Linked DNA regions of Rattus norvegicus: region 2 is linked to region 1. Evidence: chromatin contacts called from public Hi-C data. All regions are on one chromosome and are shown on one strand. Each heading gives the region's core, a stretch centred on a gene start, on an enhancer-like site or on the middle of the called end of the contact. The rest is flanking DNA. Distances are from core to core; before and after follow the strand shown.

Region 1 (3,469 bases), core at 385-2,884:
TACATACAAGCAAAACACCAGCGCACATTACATAGATAGATAGATAGATAGATAGATAGATAGATAGATAGATAGACAGACAGACAGACAGACAGATAATCTGTCAGCCAAGCAAGCTCAGTCCCAGACACATAGTATGATGTGCTAGCTTCTTTCAACTTCCCACCTGCAGGTCAGCACTTAGCCAAATGTCCCCAGGGCTGTGCAAAACCAGCCCTCAGGGGCTTCTTGGGGGTAAATCTGTGGAAGTTTCAAGAACCTAAGCTCCTGGCTCCCAATACCCGTTGCCCCTGAGCACTCCAACTTACCCAGAAATCCAAGTTGTATTTAATATTCCGGAAAAGGCCGCCTACCATTGCAGCAAGATGGATGACGTGGGTGGGCTGTACCTTCTGGAACAGAGCTTGGGTTTGCGCTGCATCCCTGAGGGAAGCCAGGATGTCAGGGGTGGGCCTAGGGAGGCCTGAGGAAATCAGGAGTTAAGAGCTTGGGCAGTGAGTATATAAACTGAATGGGTCCATGATTGGAACTGGAGGGGCAACCAAAGGGCCGAGTGGCTCAAAGTTCAGGGTTTTAGCAGCTGTCGGTTGTGGGAATCCCGGAACTATAGGAGGATGTTTACTTAGAACACAGCCATCAACCACAGCCAGATCAGTCACCTGGTAGGGAGGACCCAAACTCGGGGTAGATTACTGCTAGGCTCAAGAACAAACGCTGCAGTGTACTACTCAGTCTGGAAGGGGAACCAAGAGGAAGGATTGGGTCTGAATATGGCCCCAACTTACGTCAGATCTGCATCTTTGGAGGAGACAAACACCCATTCCTCTCCAGGCAAGCCGGCCCCATCTGCGACCACCTTCTGGATGGCTCTGCCCACCAGTCCAGAGCCCCCTGTTACTAGGATCCTCATGGATCCGTGGGGTTCACCCATTATGGTCTGCACCTGAAGAGCAAAATGACACGAACTAAGGAGGATATAGGAGGTGCCACTTTCCCTACCCCATTCTCCTTGGCCAATGCCAGGAGGTACAGAATCAAAACTCCCAAGGAGGAGCGACAATAGGCTGACAGACACACCCAGCTCTGTTCCCCCAGGAAGTCCTTTGCCCTGGGCATTATAGGTTCCTGCTGGCTGCCGTCCAAACAAAGCAACTTGGTCCCAACCCGTGAACCTACTAGGCAGAGGAAACGTACACCTCATCCCTATGACTACAAAATTAGGGCTGGCAGAACCCTGCACAGATCGTAGTAGCTGCTTCTCCCCAACGTTCACCCTACAGGTGCCCATGCTTGGAGTCCCGTATTCACAAGTACTGAGCTGATAGCCTACGACGTAGGAAAACCTAGTTCTTCTAGGGCAGGGTGCACCACTGGACGGCTTCGGGACGCTGGAAATTTGTTACGGTCCCTGTAAGGGGGGCTCTGAACCAGCAGCATGGCTTCACTCTTATCCAGATGAGCAAGGGCCCGGCCCCCAAACCCCTTAGTTCCCGACCCAGCCCAACCCCACTCAGACCCACGATGCGAGACGCACTCTTACGGCCCTGACCAGCCTGCGAGGTCCCTGGTTTGCTGCGCCGTATCCAACTGTAAGTCTCACCTGCGATGGGTTCCACTAGTCCAAGAGCTACTTCCGGTGCACAATTCTCCAGCTACTCCCAGCTCAATTGGAGGGGGCGAGGCCCTCCCGGGGAACTCTGGGAAATGTAGTCTTTGTCATGCGCCAGTGAGGCGCGGGCCCTTCTGGGAAACGTTTTCTGTACTACACCGCCGTCCCTGGACCCGGGTGGGGTGGCCCTGTTTGACTGCCGGAACTGCAATGCAGGGGACAAGCTGCCCACCTAGACACACTCTGGTGGTCAAAGGACACAGGTCCCGCAAGGGACTTGTGGACCGGCCAGGAAACTCCAGTTCTTATCCTGCAACGATGACCACTTCCAATTAGCCCTCCTGCATGTCTTTGAGTGGCCACGCATATGGTTGAGTCGGCATCCCTCACCAGTTGTGTGTTCCAGTCAAGAATTCACAGAAGACGCGATTTGTTTATGTAAATAGAGTATTTTAAAGCAGTGAATAAAATCTCTTCTACCTCAGCAACATCTTAAAGTGTATTTCATAATGAAAAATTAAAATACCAGCCAAAGGGGCACATATTGGGATGGTGAGCACTTGACTCCAAACCTGTTCACCTGAGTTTGATCTACTCTGACCCATTTATTGGAAAGCCAGAACTGACTTCCACAAGTTGTTCTCTGATCTTCATGCTTACACTGTCCCATATATGCACCCACACATACAAACAATAAATAAATGTAAAAAAAAAAACCTAAAAAAATATATCGGTTATGAGAAGGTAAGTAGGACTGCAGATGATTGAATTTAGCTAATTGTATGTATATCAACTGTGATGGTAGTATTAATTTAAAAAGAGACAGATTTAAAAACACAGAGTATGATGTTGCATGCCTTTAATCCCAGTACTCAGGAGACAGAGTCAGGCAGATCTCTGAATTTGAGGCCAGCCTGTCTACAAAGTGAGTTCCAGGGTGGCCAGAGCTACACAGCCTCAAAACAAAATAAAACAAAACGAACAAAAATAAACAAAACACAGGCTGAGGAAATGGCTCAGAACATTTGCTAACAAGCCCTGAGTTCAATCCTGGCCCCACCCCTGGAAGCCAAATAAATGATTGGGGAGAGAACATTTGTGTTTTTCCTTAACACCAGAATTATTGGACAATAATAAATTTGGAAGACCCAGTGGTTTTCGTTGGAACCGTATTGTTATGGTTTGAATATGCTTGGTCCAGGGAATGGCGCTATTTGGAGGTGTGGTCTTGTTGGAATAGGTGTGTCGCTGTGGGTTTGGGCTTGTACATCCTAGTCCTAGATACCTGGAAGTCAGTCTTCCTTCCGCTAGCAGCCTTCAGATGAAGATGTAGAACTCTGCCTGCATCATGCCTATCTAGATGCTGCCCTATTCCCATCTTGATGATAATGGACTGGACCTCTGAACCTGTAAGCCAGCTCCAATTAAATGTTGTCCTTTATAAGACTTGCATTGGTCATGGAGCAATTTTTGGATCAGTAGCCATGGTTTTCAGGATGCCTCTCCTGCTCGATTCTAATCTTCATAAGTTCAGATGGTATCATTTCTTGTAGAGATGTAAACAAACCTGTGTCCCCAACGTAAGACTTCTGCAGGCTTCCATTCTGATGTTAACACATTCTTATAGTACATAGGCTCATTTAATTCCAGCTTTTTCTATAACTTGGTAACTCTTAGCTGTTCTTGTCTGAAACCACTCATGGTTTTTGCTATGGGGACCTGGGCCAGGCCCCAAAGTCTAGAAATTGTCTTGGCCATCTCTCTTGAACCTACACTCATTGGTCCAACGGCAACCCTTACTACATCTCCTGCACACCCTAGGAAGCCTAGGCCTTTTATCTGGTTTATATTTAGAAAAAC
Region 2 (3,298 bases), core at 678-3,177, 180 kb after region 1:
GAGAGAGGGGAAGATCCCTTGAGGGGTTTGAAGCTGAGTGTCTCAGGTATGCAAGCCAAGCTCTGCCCTTCACCAGTTCAGAAAAAAGTTACTTCAATTACAAAGCATATTAAATAACCTGAGCAAGTCACCTAAAATCTAGGCCTGAATCTCCTTTTTTTTTTTTTTTTTGTTCTTTTTTTCGGAGCTGGGGACCGAACCCAGGGCCTTGCGCTTCCTAGGCAAGCGCTCTACCACTGAGCTAAATCCCCAAGTCCCTGAATCTCCTCTTATGCAGGGGCATGGCCTATCTTTCAGGCAGCAGCCAAGAGTTACGGAATCATTTTCCATGAAGTCCCTTAAGACTCTGCATATGGAAAGCAAGCCACAGGTTCTAGCAATATTAGTACCATTGAGAGCAGTGCCAGGCCCCAAGAATAGGACTGGCTGAAGGACGCTGTCTTCCATCTGTTCAGGTCCCTTCAAGGGTATAGTGCTACTTCCTGGGTAGCCAAGCTTGTGCTGAGCACTGTGGATGTAGCAAAACAAGAGACAGACAATTCTCGGGACTCATGGTCAGATGCTGGCAAAGACTATTCCAGCTGCTTCAGTGGTGAGACTACTGTTTGAGCCCATCTCAACAATGACACCAACTTTCAGTAGTGTCGGGCTAACCTTTCAGTCATCAGGGGCTACCCAAAAATGAGGTATCCGCTCTCTACCAGTGCTGTTCAAAGTATTTTATATTCTGCCCTCCCCCTTCTTCTATCATCTGACAGTCACCTAAGAGCAGCCATCAAGCTCTCAACTCTCTGGTTGTCTTTACACGAAGACCATTTACACCTGTAGCTTCAAGAATCGGAGTGTTATTTTTTTTTCTTTTTTCTTTTTTTCGGAGCTGGGGACCGAACCCAGGGCCTTGCCTTTGCTAGGCAAGCGCTCTACCACTGAGCTAAATCCCCAACCCCGGAGTGTTATTTTTCAAAAGGTAGCCTTGATGTGAGTGGTACACACTAGATCTATCCCTCGCAGGCTGGAGCAAGTGCCCCTCTCCCAATATGAAGGTGCAGTCCCCAGCTAAGGCTGAGGAATGACAGCCTGTCTACACTACTTGACCCTACCGTAGTCTGACCTGTAGGCATCTGCTTAAGTAGTCTCAGACCTCTGAATGAGGGTGGCAGCTAATAAAAGACTGGACTGCAATGGGGGTCCAAGAGATAAGTAGTTCCTAAAGCAAGTGGGGAGGAAGACTTGTGGTAGTCACTCTTGGTACATTCCTGACTGACCAGGGAAAACGCTGAGCAGGGCTGAACAAAACAAGGGGTGAGCAGTGTCTTATGATGCCCACCAGACCAGTGACGGAGGTAGGCACTGACGGGGGTTCTCCAACAGAGCCAGGGACAGAAAGACTGTCTGAAAGGTGTGGAGGATGTTTTCCCCCTCCTGAGTGGTAATAGAATGGGAAACCCGTTTCTCTGTGCACCATGGCGTAGAGCAAGTGCCAGTGGGCCCGCCCCTTCCGCGTCCCCAATAAGGGGCGCAGTCGCGCAGGTCTGGAGCAGGCGCCAGGGCTCCCAGACGCCTAGACAACTGTCGCCCAGCCTCAGCAAAAAGAGGACCGCCCCGCCGGAATCCAGCTGGGCAGCCCGCGGCCGGCCCACCCCGCCCAGCTGCCGGAAACTGAAGTCCTCGAGCCGGAAGCTGCAGCCAAGCCACAGCCGCGCGCTCCCGCTCCGCCTCCGCCCCGCGTGCCGGTGACCACCAGAAAGCCCGTATGAGGCCGGGTCAAGCCAATGCGCACCCAGGGGCCCCTCCGCACCCTGTTCCGGCCTACGACTCACTCCTACCAGTTGACGGCCGCTCCCGGCCGCGAGGGATTCACTTACGAGAGCTATAGTTGCCGTCGCCATCTTGCGTCCGTCGCGGCCGCCGCGCGCGCCACAAGCATCAGCTCCCTCCGCAGTCTCGCGCGATCTGGGCGCCGGACGCGGAATTCTCGCGATACACGACCTAGCTACGTGAGTGGAGACCGGAACGTATTTCCGGGGCGGAGCAGGCATTTAATGTTCCGGAGGAGAACGGATCGGCCGGGGTAGTGAAGTGGAGACCCGGAGAGCCCTCCCGCGTTTGGGGGAACGGGGAGGGGGGGCGTGGTCAGCATTTTTAAATCAGTTCCGTCTGCCTATTTTACTAGCACCCTATTCCATTTAAGTTCATTCACTGAGAGCGAGAAAGAGGCCGATTTCTTCTTTTCGTAGACAGCTGAGGCAGAAGACAAAAAGATTGATGCATCCATCGCCTTTGCATTATCCATCTAAAGTCAAGAGTCCTCATTTATTTTGAAATATGACCTGTCCTAGTGAGAAAGTAGCCTTTTAGAGCGTTTGACTTGCAGATAGACCCAAAAGATGGTTCCCCAGCCAGTCCTGCGGACATAAATGTGCACGTTAGTCCCCGAGTCCTGAGCTATGAATAAATCTATTTTCATCTGTGCTGCGAGGAGTTGCTCTGACGTTTACCTTGAGCTTCACTCAGTACCAAGATCCTAAGGCTGCCTGCAAGACACCAACCACATCTGTAAGCTCAAGCACCCTCAAGCTAAGCCATTCTGTTTTTCAACCCTGTGTTTTTCAGAATTTTATATATAGAGATCTCTAGCAAAATATGGCAGGATACTTCCCTCCCCTTCTGAACCACATTTAAACAGGCAAGACCTCTATTGAAAGCCTAAGTGGGCAGAGAAGTGGAATGTTGGGGAACCAGAGGAGGGCCTTAGCAGACTGGTTTGTGATGTTTGTGTCTAGAATTCTCTGAAAAAAGTAAAGATAGGGAAAAAAATGTAGGTGCCTCCAGACTTCTATCCCTGCTACATGGTGCTAGTAGGTCTGGCTCTGCCAACAGTGGCTGGACATAACCTCCACTCTGGGAAAAAAGCATTGAGACCCAGCTTAGCGTCTCACTCTTAAGCACAAGAGCATGAGGAAATATGACACAGAAGAAACCAAGGCAATAAAGGAAATGGAAGAATAAGACTAGAAACCGAGAAAGCAATACCATCAAAGATACCCAAAGTTGTTGCAGCCCCAAAACAAGAAGATAAAGACCATGAACGTAGATTTCTTCCCAATTAAAAAAAGAAAAAACAGCCAGGTGCTGGTGGCATACTCCATTAATTCCAGCACTCAGGAGGCAGAAGCAGATCTCTTGAGTTTGAGGCCAGCCTGGTCTACACAGTTCAGGACAGCCAGGGCTACACAGAGAAACTCTTGTTTCAAAAATCAACCCCTCACCCCAAAACAAAAAAAAAAAAAATCTGCAA

Evidence for each region. A called contact is a pair of places that touch in the nucleus more often than the background predicts.
Region 2: a contact with region 1 is called in a Hi-C map of frontal cortex, with 1.6 times the contacts expected there. The contact joins the promoter of Puf60 here to the promoter of Gfus in region 1. A contact is called at or near these places in 1 of 12 Hi-C or Micro-C datasets (frontal cortex) and 1 of 1 datasets of contacts at active chromatin or transcription factors (oligodendrocytes).

The regions. Positions count from the first base shown.
Region 1 is chr7:109,496,028-109,499,496 of GRCr8, forward strand. Gfus (GDP-L-fucose synthase) reads right to left here and starts at 1,635. Exons shown (of 11, transcript NM_001127455.2): 1 at 1,601-1,635; 2 at 786-943; 3 at 309-423. The coding sequence starts at 931.
Region 2 is chr7:109,672,487-109,675,784 of GRCr8, forward strand. It overlaps Puf60 (poly-U binding splicing factor 60), which reads right to left and starts at 1,928. Exons shown (of 11, transcript NM_001399392.1): 1 at 1,866-1,928. The coding sequence starts at 1,889. It overlaps LOC102548315 (a long non-coding RNA gene), which reads left to right. Exons shown (of 3, transcript XR_005487508.2): 3 at 1-3,298.